5 separate regions of the Mus musculus genome follow, and all the other regions are linked to region 5. Evidence: chromatin contacts called from public HiChIP or PLAC-seq and promoter capture Hi-C data. All regions are on one chromosome and are shown on one strand. The core of a region is the stretch at or near the end of the contact, and the rest is flanking DNA. Distances in the headings are between cores, read along the strand shown. Region 1 has its middle 46 kb from the start of 4930471E19Rik. Region 2 has its middle 24 kb from the start of Gm34952. Region 3 holds the start of 4930471E19Rik (a long non-coding RNA gene). Region 4 has its middle 14 kb from the start of Gm34952. Region 5 holds the start of 4921513I03Rik (RIKEN cDNA 4921513I03 gene).

What was found. Promoter capture Hi-C pulls out the DNA fragments that hold promoters and counts their contacts. HiChIP or PLAC-seq counts read pairs in DNA pulled down with a chosen protein or histone mark.
Region 1: a promoter capture Hi-C map of epiblast stem cells shows a contact between it and region 5, with 2.3 times the contacts expected there. The contact joins the enhancer-like site here to the promoter of 4921513I03Rik in region 5. A contact is called at or near these places in 8 of 39 promoter capture datasets (the 3T3-L1 cell line, 3T3-L1-derived adipocytes, the HPC-7 cell line and 5 more) and 1 of 9 other capture datasets (embryonic stem cells).
Region 2: a contact with region 5 is called in a promoter capture Hi-C map of cranial neural crest. The contact joins the enhancer-like site here to the promoter of 4921513I03Rik in region 5. A contact is called at or near these places in 4 of 39 promoter capture datasets (the HPC-7 cell line, HPC-7-derived erythroid cells, cranial neural crest and 1 more) and 1 of 9 other capture datasets (embryonic stem cells).
Region 3: a contact with region 5 is called in an H3K27ac HiChIP or PLAC-seq map of extraembryonic endoderm stem cells. The contact joins the promoter of 4930471E19Rik here to the promoter of 4921513I03Rik in region 5. A contact is called at or near these places in 2 of 39 promoter capture datasets (3T3-L1-derived adipocytes and cranial neural crest), 1 of 484 Hi-C or Micro-C datasets (differentiating embryonic stem cells) and 1 of 115 datasets of contacts at active chromatin or transcription factors (extraembryonic endoderm stem cells).
Region 4: a promoter capture Hi-C map of cranial neural crest shows a contact between it and region 5. The contact joins the enhancer-like site here to the promoter of 4921513I03Rik in region 5. A contact is called at or near these places in 4 of 39 promoter capture datasets (3T3-L1-derived adipocytes, the HPC-7 cell line, cranial neural crest and 1 more) and 1 of 484 Hi-C or Micro-C datasets (nephron progenitors).

What each region holds. Positions count from the first base shown.
Region 1 is chr10:120,588,496-120,591,195 of GRCm38.p6, forward strand. No RefSeq gene overlaps it. Among named protein-coding and RNA genes, the nearest start is that of 4930471E19Rik, 46 kb to the right of the region's middle. Within about 2 kb of position 1,341, at least 11 of the 459 cell types and tissues checked have an H3K27ac peak or open chromatin away from gene starts, as enhancers often do.
Region 2 is chr10:120,550,623-120,553,322 of GRCm38.p6, forward strand. No RefSeq gene overlaps it. Among named protein-coding and RNA genes, the nearest start is that of Gm34952, 24 kb to the left of the region's middle. RefSeq lists an enhancer at 1,336-2,700. Within about 2 kb of position 1,414, at least 93 of the 459 cell types and tissues checked have an H3K27ac peak or open chromatin away from gene starts, as enhancers often do. A contact at or near this core is called in embryonic stem cells, where this site is marked.
Region 3 is chr10:120,634,725-120,637,424 of GRCm38.p6, forward strand. 4930471E19Rik (a long non-coding RNA gene) reads right to left here and starts at 1,383. Exons shown (of 2, transcript XR_003948971.1): 1 at 1-1,383.
Region 4 is chr10:120,513,070-120,515,769 of GRCm38.p6, forward strand. No RefSeq gene overlaps it. Among named protein-coding and RNA genes, the nearest start is that of Gm34952, 14 kb to the right of the region's middle. Within about 2 kb of position 1,267, at least 1 of the 459 cell types and tissues checked has an H3K27ac peak or open chromatin away from gene starts, as enhancers often do.
Region 5 is chr10:120,764,367-120,767,066 of GRCm38.p6, forward strand. It overlaps 4921513I03Rik (RIKEN cDNA 4921513I03 gene), which reads left to right and starts at 1,366. Exons shown (of 3, transcript NR_038000.1): 1 at 1,366-1,472.

The DNA.
Region 1 (2,700 bases), core at 91-2,590, 180 kb before region 5:
ATTTTCCTGAAATACCAGACTTGTCTCCACAAAAACAATCCCCTCTTCATGCACACTGCTCCCGAAGTTTCCCCTCCAAGAACACAAAGAAAGCAGAAGCAGACATGTAAGATTCCTTTGTTTCTAAACCTATCACTAGGATTGATTTTATTTGAGCGAGAGTTATCCTAAACTTCAATATCGCCTTATTTTTCAACAGAGCAATCATATCACTGCTTAAAGAAAGGGGTGTGATGTCAGGGTGTTTCAGTATAAACAACAACAACAACAACAAATCTCATTTTATGTTAAGGAAACCTTACACTTCACAAGCAGCACAATAGGACTTGTGCTGAACACTCTTTTCAGGCAAGATGCAGTAAGGAACCCATTTATTTTTTATTTATTTATTTTTTTAAATATTTTTTTCTTTTTTTTTAAGATTTATTTATTTATTATATGTAAGTACACTGTAGCTGTCTTCAGACACTCAAGGAGAGGGCATCAGATTTTGTTGCGCATGGTTGTGAGCCACCACGTGGTTGCTGGGATTTGAACTCGGGACCTTCGGAAGAGCAGTCGGTGCTCTTAACCACTGAGTCATCTCGCCAGCCCAGGAACCCATTTATAAAACCTAGAAGACATCATTATTTCAATGTGTGTGTGTGTGTGTGTGTGTGTGTGTGTGAGAGAGAGAGAGAGAGAGAGAGAGAGAGAGAGAGAGAGAGAGAGAGAGAGTCAAAGAGACAGAGAGAGAGAGACAGAGAGAATGCAAAGAAACAGAAATGCTTTTAAAATGAAAAGTTAAAAAAAAAAAATCTGGGAAGCCATGCTTGCTGGAAAAACATTCTGTGGTCTCTTTGTTGGTTTGCTCGTGTGTTAGACTTAGAAAAGGTATTTTTAGTCTCTGGAGATGTTAGCCAGGCAAAGATGAGGTTTCCCATAGTGAGGCTTCCTGATGGCCAGACAGCGTTAGACAAGACCCATGATGCTATGACCCAAGTACAATAGCTACTAAGGTCTGTTTCACCTGGGTGATAACTAGCAAAACATTGTTTTTACACCACATGGGCCCATTCTCACTGTCTCCCATGTCCCTCCACACAAGCGGAAAGCTAGGTTAACCCACAGGAACGAGAAAGCCTTGTATACTTAATAAAAACCATGATTGGAAAGATGGTTTAAGAAAAGAAGAAGAAGAAGAAGAAGAAGAAGAAAAAAAGACCCTAACCAGGTTGGATAAATTAAAGCTATCCTTGCTATTTTGGAAATGTACTGTGTTTTCCTTTCCCTTAACTACAACTCAGCAAGCAGGCACACAGGGTGCTGATCTAAGCACCATGCCTCAGGCTGGGGAGAAGTCATTTATCACCCTAGGCCCTGGACCTCACTGCTTGCGTCTCCATAGACCCAATAAATCACAACTGTGTAACTGGACTTGCGTTTCTCAGTGTGCTTGTACATGCTGTTGTTGCCTTCTTTACTGGGGCAAATATCCCTCACAGTGAGTTTACACTGGGCTAGTACAGAAATGAGTATCTTTTTTTTTTTTTTTTTTTTTTTTTTTTTTTTTTTTTGGCAAACTGACTGGCCAGTTTATAAAGCACTTCCCAGTCTACCCAGTGAGTTGATATTACAATCATTACTCTCATCTAATAGACCAAGAGAGAGGTCACAGAGGTCAGACTATTGGCCTTTAAACCCATGGGAAACAATATTGCGGTGTTGTGGGATTCTAAGCTCTGACGTGTACTTGAGGTGGTGTCCGGCCAGATCCTTCCAAACAAGCCGCTAGAGCAGTATTTCTCAACCTGTGGGTTGTGACCCCTCTGAGGGCTGCATACCAGATAGCCTGCATATCAGATATTTAGATTACAATTCATAAAAATAGCAAGATCTGAAGTAGCAACAAAAATAATTTTATGGTTGAGGGTCAGCACAACGTGAGGAACTGTTTTAAAGGGTCACAGCATTAGGAAGGTTGAGAGCCACTGTGCTAGATGGACCTACAATTAATTGCATTAGAGAGTCGCAGAGAGGGGGACAGCATATTTAACTGTGTCTTATAGGAAGGAACCCAGTCTATGGAAATTTAGATGTTGTAAACTACATCTAAGAGCTTTACATGAATCATTATTATTTTAAAAAGATGGATGTGAACTCCTTCTCCATCATTGTCTGGGGGCTTAGAGCCTTTCACATCTATGTCTCTATATTTAATATGATTTAATATGTCAGAGTTAAATTATAGTTTTCAATATAATCTTGTTCATACTCAGGAAAGAAAGATATTTCATCATCTAGCTACTATGTTTTGTTTGTAAACGGTGGTTATTTTGACAGTTAAGTCGTTCTAAAGCAGTGGTTGGCAACCTTCCTAATGCCCTTTAACACAGCTCCTCATGTTATCCTGACCCCTCAACCATAAAATTATTTTCGTTACTACCCCATGAGTGTCATTTTGATGCTGTTGTGAAACGGAATGTAAATAGCTGATGTGAAGGCTATCTGACATGTGACTCCCGAGAAAAGGTCATTGGATCCCAAAGGGCTCGTGACCTACAGATTGAAAACCTCTGATCTAAAAGAAACTTTAATATTCTGAGAAGATACAAAACAAAAATACCAAAGAAAAACATAGACTTGTCTATATTCTATCTCAAATGTTATTAATATTGTTCATTTAGCTGTGTAGTGACATTCTTAGGAATATATTTTAGT
Region 2 (2,700 bases), core at 164-2,663, 210 kb before region 5:
AACTGCTCTTCACTGTTCTGTGTTGCTGCTAAAAATTAAATTTTCCTAAAAATGTAAACTTATAACTTCTGTTCATACTTTAAATGAGATATAATTCTAATAACTTATTTTGCTGTTTTATTTTGGTTTTTTGTTTGTTTTTTTGTTTTGTTTTGGGTTTTCTGTTTGTTTGTTTGTTTGTTTGTTTGTTTGTTTGTTTGTTTTAGACAGGGTCTCTCTAGTTTTGTTCTGGAACTCAATATGTAACCCAAACTAGCCTTAAACTCATGATCTGCCTGACTCTGGCTCCTAGTGGCTGGGATGAAAGGCACATAGCACCATGTCCAGCTGGGATGATCCTAAGTTAGTCTTTTCTCTTTTGCTGCAACAACAACAACACAACAAAATACCCCAGGCTGGGTATTTTATAGAGAAATAAGGGTTATTTGACTAAAAGTTATGAAAACTGAAATCCCAAGATCAGGCAACTTCTTTGGTTTGGGCTCTGAGGAGCCTTAAGCTCGTCACCTCATGGACGGCTGAAAGGAAACGCACGTGGGAGAGGGAGCAGTTATATGATGACATAGGAAGCTAGACAAGATCAGGACCACAACTCATCTCGTCAGAACTAACCAGGGTTCCACAAGAACCACCTTAACCTAGCAGGTTTTGAGACTGGTGTCCCAAAGACCTAATTACCTCCAGGTAGGGTCTGCGTACCCCCATCCACATTGGTACCGTAAGGCCCAGGCACCACTGGACGACAAATCCTGTGTAAGGCAGAGCAGTTGATGTCTTCCACCTTTGAGCAATTCCTGTCCAGTTTGCTCTCTTGCTCACAGCTCAGACTTTCATACCAGAAGATCACCAATGATTCCTCAGAGTGAGGAAACATTGTTAGGGTGGAGAAAGCTGTGAGCCTGAGTTGTTTAGTGGCAGTCTCAGGGCTTCTGTGTTCTCCCTTGTATGTATAATATGTATCTTAGTGCTGCCGACTAAGTTTAACCTATTCCTTTTAAAGGACTCGAAGTTATGCTGAGACACGCCCCCTCCCCGTAACCCCCCCTCCCCCATCTTTTCTTGGAGTGTTTTACCTACAGAAAACCACAGCCAATCAAAATGCTGAACTGTGGAGCACAGCCTTAATATTTTTAAGTGTGTGAAAAAGAATGTTTAGAGAGCCTCATGCAAAAAGCTGTTTCGCTTGAACTCAACATCTCCAAACACACAGCCACAGTTAGTTATGCACCGGGAACACACCATCACCCTCCCCGAAATCTCACACTGTAGTTGATTATAAGTATAAATCAATACATGTACCCCGCAGATCGATGGCGAAGAGCCTTAACGATTCCCGCAAAGCCGCCTTTATAGAGTGGAGGAGAATACACAGCTGACAGGGAACCGCTGGGTTATGGCGACCACCCAGGTGGTGCCAGAAGTTGGAAGTAACCCTCCTCCCCCCTGCCCTCCATCAACGCAGCTCAGAACGAATTGGCTTTTCAGGAATGCTGAGAGAAAAGGAAAAGCCGGCCAAATCTTCCCGGCAGAAGTAGTTCCGATCCGGGGATTAGAGTCTGTCAATTAGGGGTGTCCGAATGGGACGGAGGGAAGAAAGAAGGAAGTGCTGCTTAAGTGTCAGGGGAGACTCTTATTTATTTTTATTTTGATTTGATTTTATTTTATTTTTAGGAGGGGGAGCAAGCGCTGGGAACGATTTTTCTTATTCTGCTTGGAAAGGAGTCAGTCCTGATCCAGATTTCCTTCCGGAAGAAACGAATCAAGGACCTTGCTGGCGGAGGGTTGGGAATGGGGGTGGGGGACAACCCTAGGTGGCCCGAGCGTGGTACGGCCTTGTCAGAGGCTATTGTACGGCTAGACCCAAGGCCGTTTCGGTACCCACGCAGCCACTTGCAGGACCGAGCGTGTCTGGATGAGCCAACTGGCCTCCCTCCGCGCCGAGCGCCCCAGCCGTCTGCTCTGCGCACGGGGTCAGGGGGCCCGCGCCGGCAGGGGCGCCTTTGAAGTCTCGGCAGCAGACTGGGTGGGAGATGGATGACCTAGGAGGGACAGGGACGAAGGGGCCCAGCCTGGTTCCCACGATCCGCGGCTCGAGGGGCCACCGCGCAATGCGGGCCGTTGCTGGGGCAGAATGAGAATGAGAGCACGTGGGTGATCTCGGAAAATGCGCGCGCGGGGATATGATCCCTAAATGTGAGCCAGGAGATTTAGCGCATGACGAACCCTAGGGAACGCACAGAAGGCGGCCACCACCGGGAGGGAGGAGGCTGTGACTCTAGGTAGCCTCGGTGAGAGTGAAGGTGGTGTACGTAAGAGGACCCGGAGTAGGATGGAGAGTGTCCTACTGGTTAGGGGGTGGGGTAGGTGTACGTCAGGAGAGGGGACCCGGCAGCGTGCGGGCTCCATGCTGCTGTGCAGATCGGTGTAGCCGTGGGTGCAAGCAGAGAAAAGGCGACCCCGACAGAGGCACGGGGCCCCTGGCCTGGACCGCTGGGCGGCGTCTGCGGAGCATCTGAGCTCAGCCTCCGGGAGCGGGGTTGGAGGGACTAGTTGCAGAGCAGCGACGCCAATGAAGTTGGTAACTTTTTCCCAAAGAGGAAAAAGAAACCGCCAAACAAGGGTCCCCTAGAAGGGTGGGAGCAGTGGCCCAGTTGCCGATAGACTCCACCCCCTCCAGACTCCGCCCCCCTCAGACTGAGG
Region 3 (2,700 bases), core at 133-2,632, 130 kb before region 5:
AAGCTCCTTTTCATTGATTCAGAGGGGGGTTAGAAAGAGATAAACATTCACACCAGTGAGTTAGAAAGAGATAAACATTCACACCAGTGGGTTAGAAAGAGATAAACTTTCACACCAGTGGATTTTTTTTTTTTTTTTTTTTTTGTGGCTAGAAATAATACAGATGAGCCCTACCCAGTGAGCCAGAGACCAAGCCCAGGCCACCTCCCTGAGCAAGACTGCTCCTGGACTTAAGTAAGGTCAGTTCACCCTGCCAGCCCAAGGGCTGGAACTGCGGGGCTTCTCTCCTGAGTCTAAAGCTCACCAAACTACTCTGTACATTTCGGAATCACTGTTGGTGATTTGCAATCCTGTTAGTTGGTGTCATATACATACATACATACATACATACATACATACATACATACATGTGTGTAGATAGATAGATCAAAAGATATAGATATGTATCTTTCTGCATATATGCTCATCCTACTGGATCTGTTTCTCTAGACCCTGATCCCCTGCCCCGCCCCCCCAGGCCCAGTTTTCCCAGGTATCAGCCAAGGCTTGCATGTTGCTTTTGCAAGAATAGCAGCAACCTTGAGAGAAGTCTCCCTCTGCCCCACCAGTTGACTCTTTCCTGCACATCACAGACTTTTATGCTAGTAGAAGTCACGTGGTCGTTAAACCAGGGAGCAGCCGAGCCCACAAACAATCATGAAGTTGAAGAAAAAACACAGGAGAAGAACTTATGTCGGAGTTGAGGCAGCTGGCACAGGCCCCAGATTCCTGGCTTTTCTGAAGTAAGGGACATTCAGTGAAGACTCAGGAGTGTCATGGCTAATTGAGGAGACTGGAAAAGGCCAGAAACTCTGCCATTCCTTAGAGGAAGATGCGGACTTGATTTCCTGTATCCCTAGAGTTAGGCTGGTACCTGTTTAGTGTCACTAATAGGCTATAGCCAGTGTGACATTGTGGATGTTCTAGAAAGGTGCTCTAAGAGGCAGGATACTTTTGTTTTTCTCCTCTTAGGACCCTTGAATAGCTAGCTATGTGATGATGTGTGAGAGCCCAGGTGGAGAAACAGATAGGGGTTGGGGGAGACCTGCCAGTCACAATAGCGTCAGCTGTCCCAGATGTGGTGACATACTGCTAAGTAAAGCCACCGTGTCTTAGCTAGAAGTCGGCCTCAGAGGAAGCTCTGGGTAAAGACAAGGACATTGGAGGAGTGTCCTGCAGGACCCCACCCAGATAACGGAACCATGACCAAACAATACACCGAGGTGGCACAAAGCCAGTAACTGTGGACATCCGACTTCACAGCGGTAGATAACCATTACAGCCTGGCAGCTGGGGCAGACGAAGCACAGTGGCTTCCCTGTAATGATGGAGCCCAGAGTGAGAGGCAGGAGGAGAGCGACATCTGAGCAGAGGCATCAGGGCTGCTCGAATCTTCTCCTGCCAGTTTTCCACTGTTTCGCAACGCTGATGTGTGTCACCTCGCAGCGAAAACAATCTGTACCCTTCCGAGTTAGGCACTGCCCCTGAGTCTCTTCCAGACCTCGTCAGACCTCAAACCAAGGTCTGTGAGCAGGGGAGATCCCAGACACAGTGAGTCATGTTTGTCTTCTGTGTGCTGAAGGCCTGGCACAGACTTAGATCACCACTGACCTGTGGTCTGCAGCTTGTTTCTTCACCGGGAGCCAAAACACAGTGCATAGCCTCATCTCCAGCCAAGTTCTCAACACGGGCCCGGGTGTCTAGGTGCGGGTGCCAAATGTGCCTGCGATGAATCCAGCAATGTAATAATAATTACCCCACAGCCAGTCTGGCTGATTTTCTGGACAGCACCGTTGAGCTCCTTAATTATAGCAGTTAAATCTAGACACGCATATTCAGGCACTGAATACTTAATTTATAGCATAAGGAGAGAGAATCCACCCACCCATTCACTTAACAACACGGGTGCACCACTTTGCCGGTCACAGATATATCAGAAGCCATGCTTCCTGCACCCTGAGATTGCTTTTGCCGTCTCTCCCAAGAGGCAGGAATCAAAGGCACTGCGGTCAAGGTAACAAATGAATGACTAGTGTAACAGAGACGAAGAAGGTGAGATGAGAGTTGAACAGAGGGAGACACCACGGCTGGCCAAGGGAAACAGAGCCTGGAAAGATTTCTTAAAAGTGTCATTTGTCACCTCCCCACTCCAAGTTTAAAAGCTGCACACGGTTATTAGCTATATGACCCTGTGCAAATCATAAATTTTCTTACATCTTAGTTTGCTTATCTTTGAAAGGGGATGGTTTGGGCTAACTGATCTCAAAGGTGCTTTCTGTTCCAAGGGCCTGGAATACATGATTTTTTAATGAGAAGACCCAGCAAAATGTATAGCCATCCATCCTTTCTACAACCAGAGTAACTTTTTAAATCTAAAGAAGATAATGTCTCCCATGGCTTAAACCCCTTCCGTGGCTGCATTTACAACCTCTCCTGATGATTTGTGCTCACAAGCACGGGGGAAGGGAGGGTGGGGGGCTGCCTGTGCTCTCAGCACCCCTGACTCCATGTCCTCCTCTGGCCTGCACCCATTCACCCAGAGGCCTCTCTCCCTTCAATGAATATAGGATTTGTGATTTTTCAGGATAGTTGTGCTCCAGTCCCCGTCCCCGTTCCCTTGCCCCACCACTCTCTCTGAGCCAGGCAGCTTGGAAGTGGAGA
Region 4 (2,700 bases), core at 17-2,516, 250 kb before region 5:
AATCACATTTGAGAAGCAGCCACCAGGGACACTTGGAAAGAGACTTTTTGAGAAGGTTCCAAGTGACTGAGAGAAGAGAGTCATAATGGAATTTACACCACAGCTTTTATTCTGACAGAGGGGCTATTCATCCTATGGAATTCCTTTAAAGTCACTGACCCGAACAATATGCTTCTGAGAATGTTTTCCTGCTTAGCTTAGAAAGATATTATTATGTATCTATGATATAATCACTAGGAAATGCTCCCTCTGGACCTGCGTTGTTTCTCTAATTATCAGAGCCGATTGCGGAGTCGATAGACCTGGCTTGCTTCAAGGGGCAACAGGAAAGTCGATAGAATCTTTTAAGGAAATTGCAAGTCTTCAGAATAAAATCTGCTGTAACGGATAACGATGCCATTGATTAAAGAACAGCCCGTAAACCCACCTTCTTTCTTTCTTTCTTTCTTTCTTTCTTTCTTTCTTTCTTTCTTTCTTTCTTTCTTTCTTTCTTTTTTTTTCTAAATGCAACAGGCCTAAAATTATGGGGAGAGGGATAAAATAATGATCGCTGTAGTTATTTGTGATTTTGATCTCAAGACAAATCTACTTTCAACTCTAATCTCTTATATAAATTACCACTTGTCGCATACTTCTGTGAACTAGCTAGATGCACCTCCTCTCCCATGGAACTGATTTAAGGCTAAGGGAAATGATGGCGAGGGCAAGCATCTAACGCCATGCTTAGCTCTGTTTCTGTTCCTTTCAGCCGAGGTCCCGTATAATCCTGATGCACTGGGCAGTAAATAATCTAGATTTATAATGCAGCCATGAGTTTGGTTGTGAAACTGACAAGTGGTAAGTCCATAAAGTTACCCAAACGATAAAGAAATCGCAGGCCTTAATTGTCAATTAGGTCTACTCGATTATTCAAACTATTTAGGGAAGATCACAGGTTAGGGTAATGGGAAACAGCTGGTGAAAGGGGAATGTCTGGTCATTGGGTTTTGCAGTGCGTTTGGCTCTTATACTTGAAAATTAGTGCGCTTGGTGGTCTAGAGATTCACTTGGAAGAAAGAGACGAGTTCTTTAAGGAGGCTATGTCTCTAGTCAGTTCGTCCCTGAACCCACAGAGAGCAAAAGGTATCTGATTTTCCTTAATTGGTGGAGAGCCAGTGCTTTCTAGAAACGTCTTTGTGAGGACTGGGTTTCAGAGGCTCCCTCCCATGCAAAGTAAGCAAAGATGATGGAAACGTCTAGGGAGCGGTAGTTATGCAGACACAATCCTAAGTGCATGGATCTTCAGCAGAGGCTGCTTACAGACAAAACCAGCCTCCGAGAAACAGTTCTGCAGACGATGCGGACTAGTGGCTATGCGGACTAGTGGCTATGCTGACTAGTGGCTATGCTGACTAGTGGCTATGCTGACTAGTGGCCAGGCACTTTGGCTCCTTGAGAGTCACATCTGCCCGGATAAAACAAAATCTTTACTGTAAATTTTTTTGAGAGAGAGAAAGATCTGTCCCTGAGAAATTCTCAAATCCTTTATTTTACGTAAAAATACTTAATTCTTTTTTTTTTTTTTTTTTTTTTTTTTTTTTTTTTTTTTTTTGGTTTTTCGAGACAGGGTTTCTCTGTATAGCCCTGGCTGTCCTGGAACTCACTTTGTAGACTGGGCTGGCCTCGAACTCAGAAATCCGCCTGCCTCTGCCTCCCGAGTGCTGGGATTAAAGGCGTGCGCCACCATGCCCGGCTTAAAATACTTAATTTTTGATTTATGTTTGCTAGAAATTAATTAACAAGGCACAATGAAATAAACTGAAATGATAAGGCATGAAGTATATTTTTATTTATGTATTCACTTGTTGGTTTATTTATTCATTAATTTATTTTTTGGGTTTTGTTGTTGTTTTTGTTTTGTGTGTGTGACAGGGTATTTCTGTGTAGCCCTGACTGTCCTGAAACTCTGTACTCCAGACTGATTTCAGTCTCTTGAGTAGATGAGACTAAATTCATATAGGAATATCTGTCTAAGAAGAGGAAAGGCAACTATTTCTAAGAAAAAAAAGTGACATTTTAGTAGAACAAAGATGTTAGACAGGACATTTAGATCAGTCAGCCTGTGTGGCTTGTTGAACTTTGTAAAATTCGAGACTTTCTTCTAATTCTAAGTACAATTTGTTTGTAATTGATACAACAAATATTGTTTGACAGGTTTTTTGGTTTTTTTTTTTTTTTTAATTATGTTTTTGGACAGACTGTTTGGTTTTCAAAGTTTTAGTTTATAGTGCCTGGAACTCAGAGAGAATCATCTGCCTCTGCCTTCTAAGGCTGGGATTAAAAGTGTCAGTCCATCACACCTGGGAGGGGAGGGGAGGGGAGGGGAGGGGAGGGGAGGGAAGGGAAGGGACAAAACCAAGATTCTAGAAAGGACTGCAGTGTTAACAGACATCTTTTGGGAATATACCATCCAGTTCTAGAGTGGATTATAAAGATAAACCTTTTCCGTTCTGCATTATCTATTTCTATCCACGTTTTTCCTACATTTAACAGTTTATCCGGCTCATTCTGACTCAGGGCAGCTCAAGGCTACTATTACTGGAAGACTAGACCATCCTTGATCGTGGGGGATCATCTAGATAGTGCACCCTGTAGCTGACTCCTTAGTTGTTCATCCCATATGCAGGATTTAACGCCTTGGCAGGGATTCTGGGACTATGA
Region 5 (2,700 bases), core at 116-2,615:
GAAAGGACCCTGCTTATGATGAACAGCTGCTGGCTGGACCCATGCAGGAAGAACCAGCCTCAAGTTAACTCCTTGTTCCCAGCCAGCCAGGAACTGACTGCATCCAGACTTCTGAAGCCACAGCTCTGAATGAAGCAGCTTTTTATGAATGGAGAGCCATGCCAAAGGTCTTCAAAGCCCATGGGATCTCCTGAGCATATCTTCACTCCCCCCGGTCTTTCACAATAGACACCCTAACGTGTCCACCCCAGGAATCGAGAGGCTCAGACCTCTGGATCTACCACTCTTCCCTAGTTTTTTGGAAGACCTCAGCCTGTTGCTGTTCAGAGGCACAAATGGCACTGCCAGTGAGTGGAATAGCATCTGAAAGCTGCCTTAGTTTGCACAGTCAGTTCTATCAGAACAGGGAAAAGAAGGGCACATCCTAAAGACACGTTCTGTGTAGTCAGAAGTCCTGTAGACAGAAGGTCTATAAAGCTTCAGGTTCTGTTAAATTACTGCAGGAATCAATCTTAGCCATGCTTTCCAATGCAGCAAAATGTGATTATTTTTCCAAAGGGAAAAACGAGCCCCAGTTTGCAGTAGATGAACAATCAGGTGGGAAGAACTGGGCACAATTCTGCACCCAGGATCAGCCTCAAACCTTCCCTCAGCATCTGCTGAAGGCTCCAGCTCCATCCTATAATAGCGAACAGGATAAGAGTATCAGCTCACAGGAGAAACATATCTATACATTGATAGCTGTACATTAGTTGTAGGTACTACAAAAACTCAAAGACTATCGGAGAAAAACTTTAAAGAACAGTTTCCTTTGAGCTCATAGTTTAGTTATTTCAGTCCTATGGTCACCTGGTTCCCTTGTCTGTGAATTATAGTGATGCAGACTATGTGATGGTCTAACTCTGATCAACAACTTTATTGGATTAAGAAACCACCAAGGCATTAGTGAGTCACACCTTACCTCTGAACTTATCTGTGAGCCTTTTTCTAGAGAGGAATGACTAAGAGGGTAAGACCTTTCCTGAACATAGTAGAGACCTTCCCATGCACTGCGGACTTGGCTGGATAAAAAGAGGACTTGGCTGGATAAAAAAAACGGGAGAGGAGAAAGCCTCTGAGCTCCGTCATTCCCTCCTCTCCTTTTCCTGGTCCGCTGAGATGTGAATCAGCAGCCTCATGCTTCTGCTGCCACGCCTGCTAGCCACTCCCACTACCATGCCTGTGAGCCACGCCCACTGCTATGCCTGATAGCCACTCCCACTGCCATGCCTGATAGCCACTCCCATCGCGATGCTTTCATGATTGTGACAAACTATACTCGCAAACCATGATCCAAAAGAAAACCTCCTTCTCTCGCATTTGGTCACAGCTGCTGGAAAAACAATAGAGAACAATGTGGAGGAAAGCAGTCGGGGTGGAGCAGGGCTTCTGATCTCACTGCAGCTGGGTAACAGCATGTGAATTCGGGCAAGGTAAGCCATTCAAAGGTACCCTCCCAACCCGCCACTTCCAGTTAGGTCATACCTCCCAAAAACACACTCAATGATGAAGTCATCAGTAGAATGGTCTGTTGGTGTGGTTGGTATCCTTCTTATCCATCTACTTCTCAACAAAACTGCCAGACTCAAAACCTGAGACTTTGAGGGGCATTCGAGGGGCATATCACTCAGGGTTCTCTAGAGGAACAGATCCAATAGAACGTATATTACAGAGGTAATCCATTATGATGGCTTACAGGATAGGTGCACTCGTGCCTGCTGTGTGTGTGTGTGTGTGTGTGTGTGTGTGTGTGTGTGTGTGTGTGTGTCTGTGTGTGTGTGTGTCTGTGTGTATGTGCTGTTACCTGCAGAGGTCAGGAGGGGGCGCATATCTCTTGGAGCTGGAGTTAGGAGTGGTCGCACAGAACTCAGAACCTCCGGGGGAACAGCAAGTTCTCTGAACTGCTGAGGCATCTCTCAGGCCCTCTGCCAGAATCCTTTGAGTAGATCCGCCCTTCACTCTTCTCCAAGGTTTTAAATCTCTTCGTGAAAAAAAAAACAGAATCAGACAAACTTAAGTACCATCATCTCCTTACAACGAGCAAAGAATGTTATTTCAGGATAACTCTGTAGGTTCAGCAGGATGGAAATTCCCACTTTCCTCTAAACACCATAAAACAAATACAGGATCGGGAAGCCCCGCTCTTACTGTTCCCACGGGTTTCCCAGATAAGAGTCGTATCTGTCTTTTCCACTTCACTGGCCTTCGGTCTAGTTGGTTTGTTCTCAGAGTGAAAAGGATGGTGGTATTGTGTGGTACTGAGACGAGCTGCCGTTATTGGCAGCTGTCAATCTGCCACTGTGCTCCACCACTGCTCCACATTGGCTGAGATGGAGCCGGACTTCACGTGAGGTATGGCGGTTGTGTGAGTCATGGCCATCACATTAGGCAAGCCAGACTATGATCAATACTAGGATTTTATTTTCACTCTAAGAGCTTATATCTCGAAGACCAGAGCACACTGCACAAGAGTCTGACTAGCTCTGTCGGTTAGTCTTTATCGGGGCTGCTAACAGGAGGATGGGCGAGGGGTTACTCACAGGAGCAGGGTTGACTCAAAGGCAGGCACATCACAGAAAAGTGCACCCCATCATGGATGGCAGCTCACTGAGTGGTCTCATAGCTATCTGTAGGCAGCTTTAAAGGCCAAAGACTCAGCAG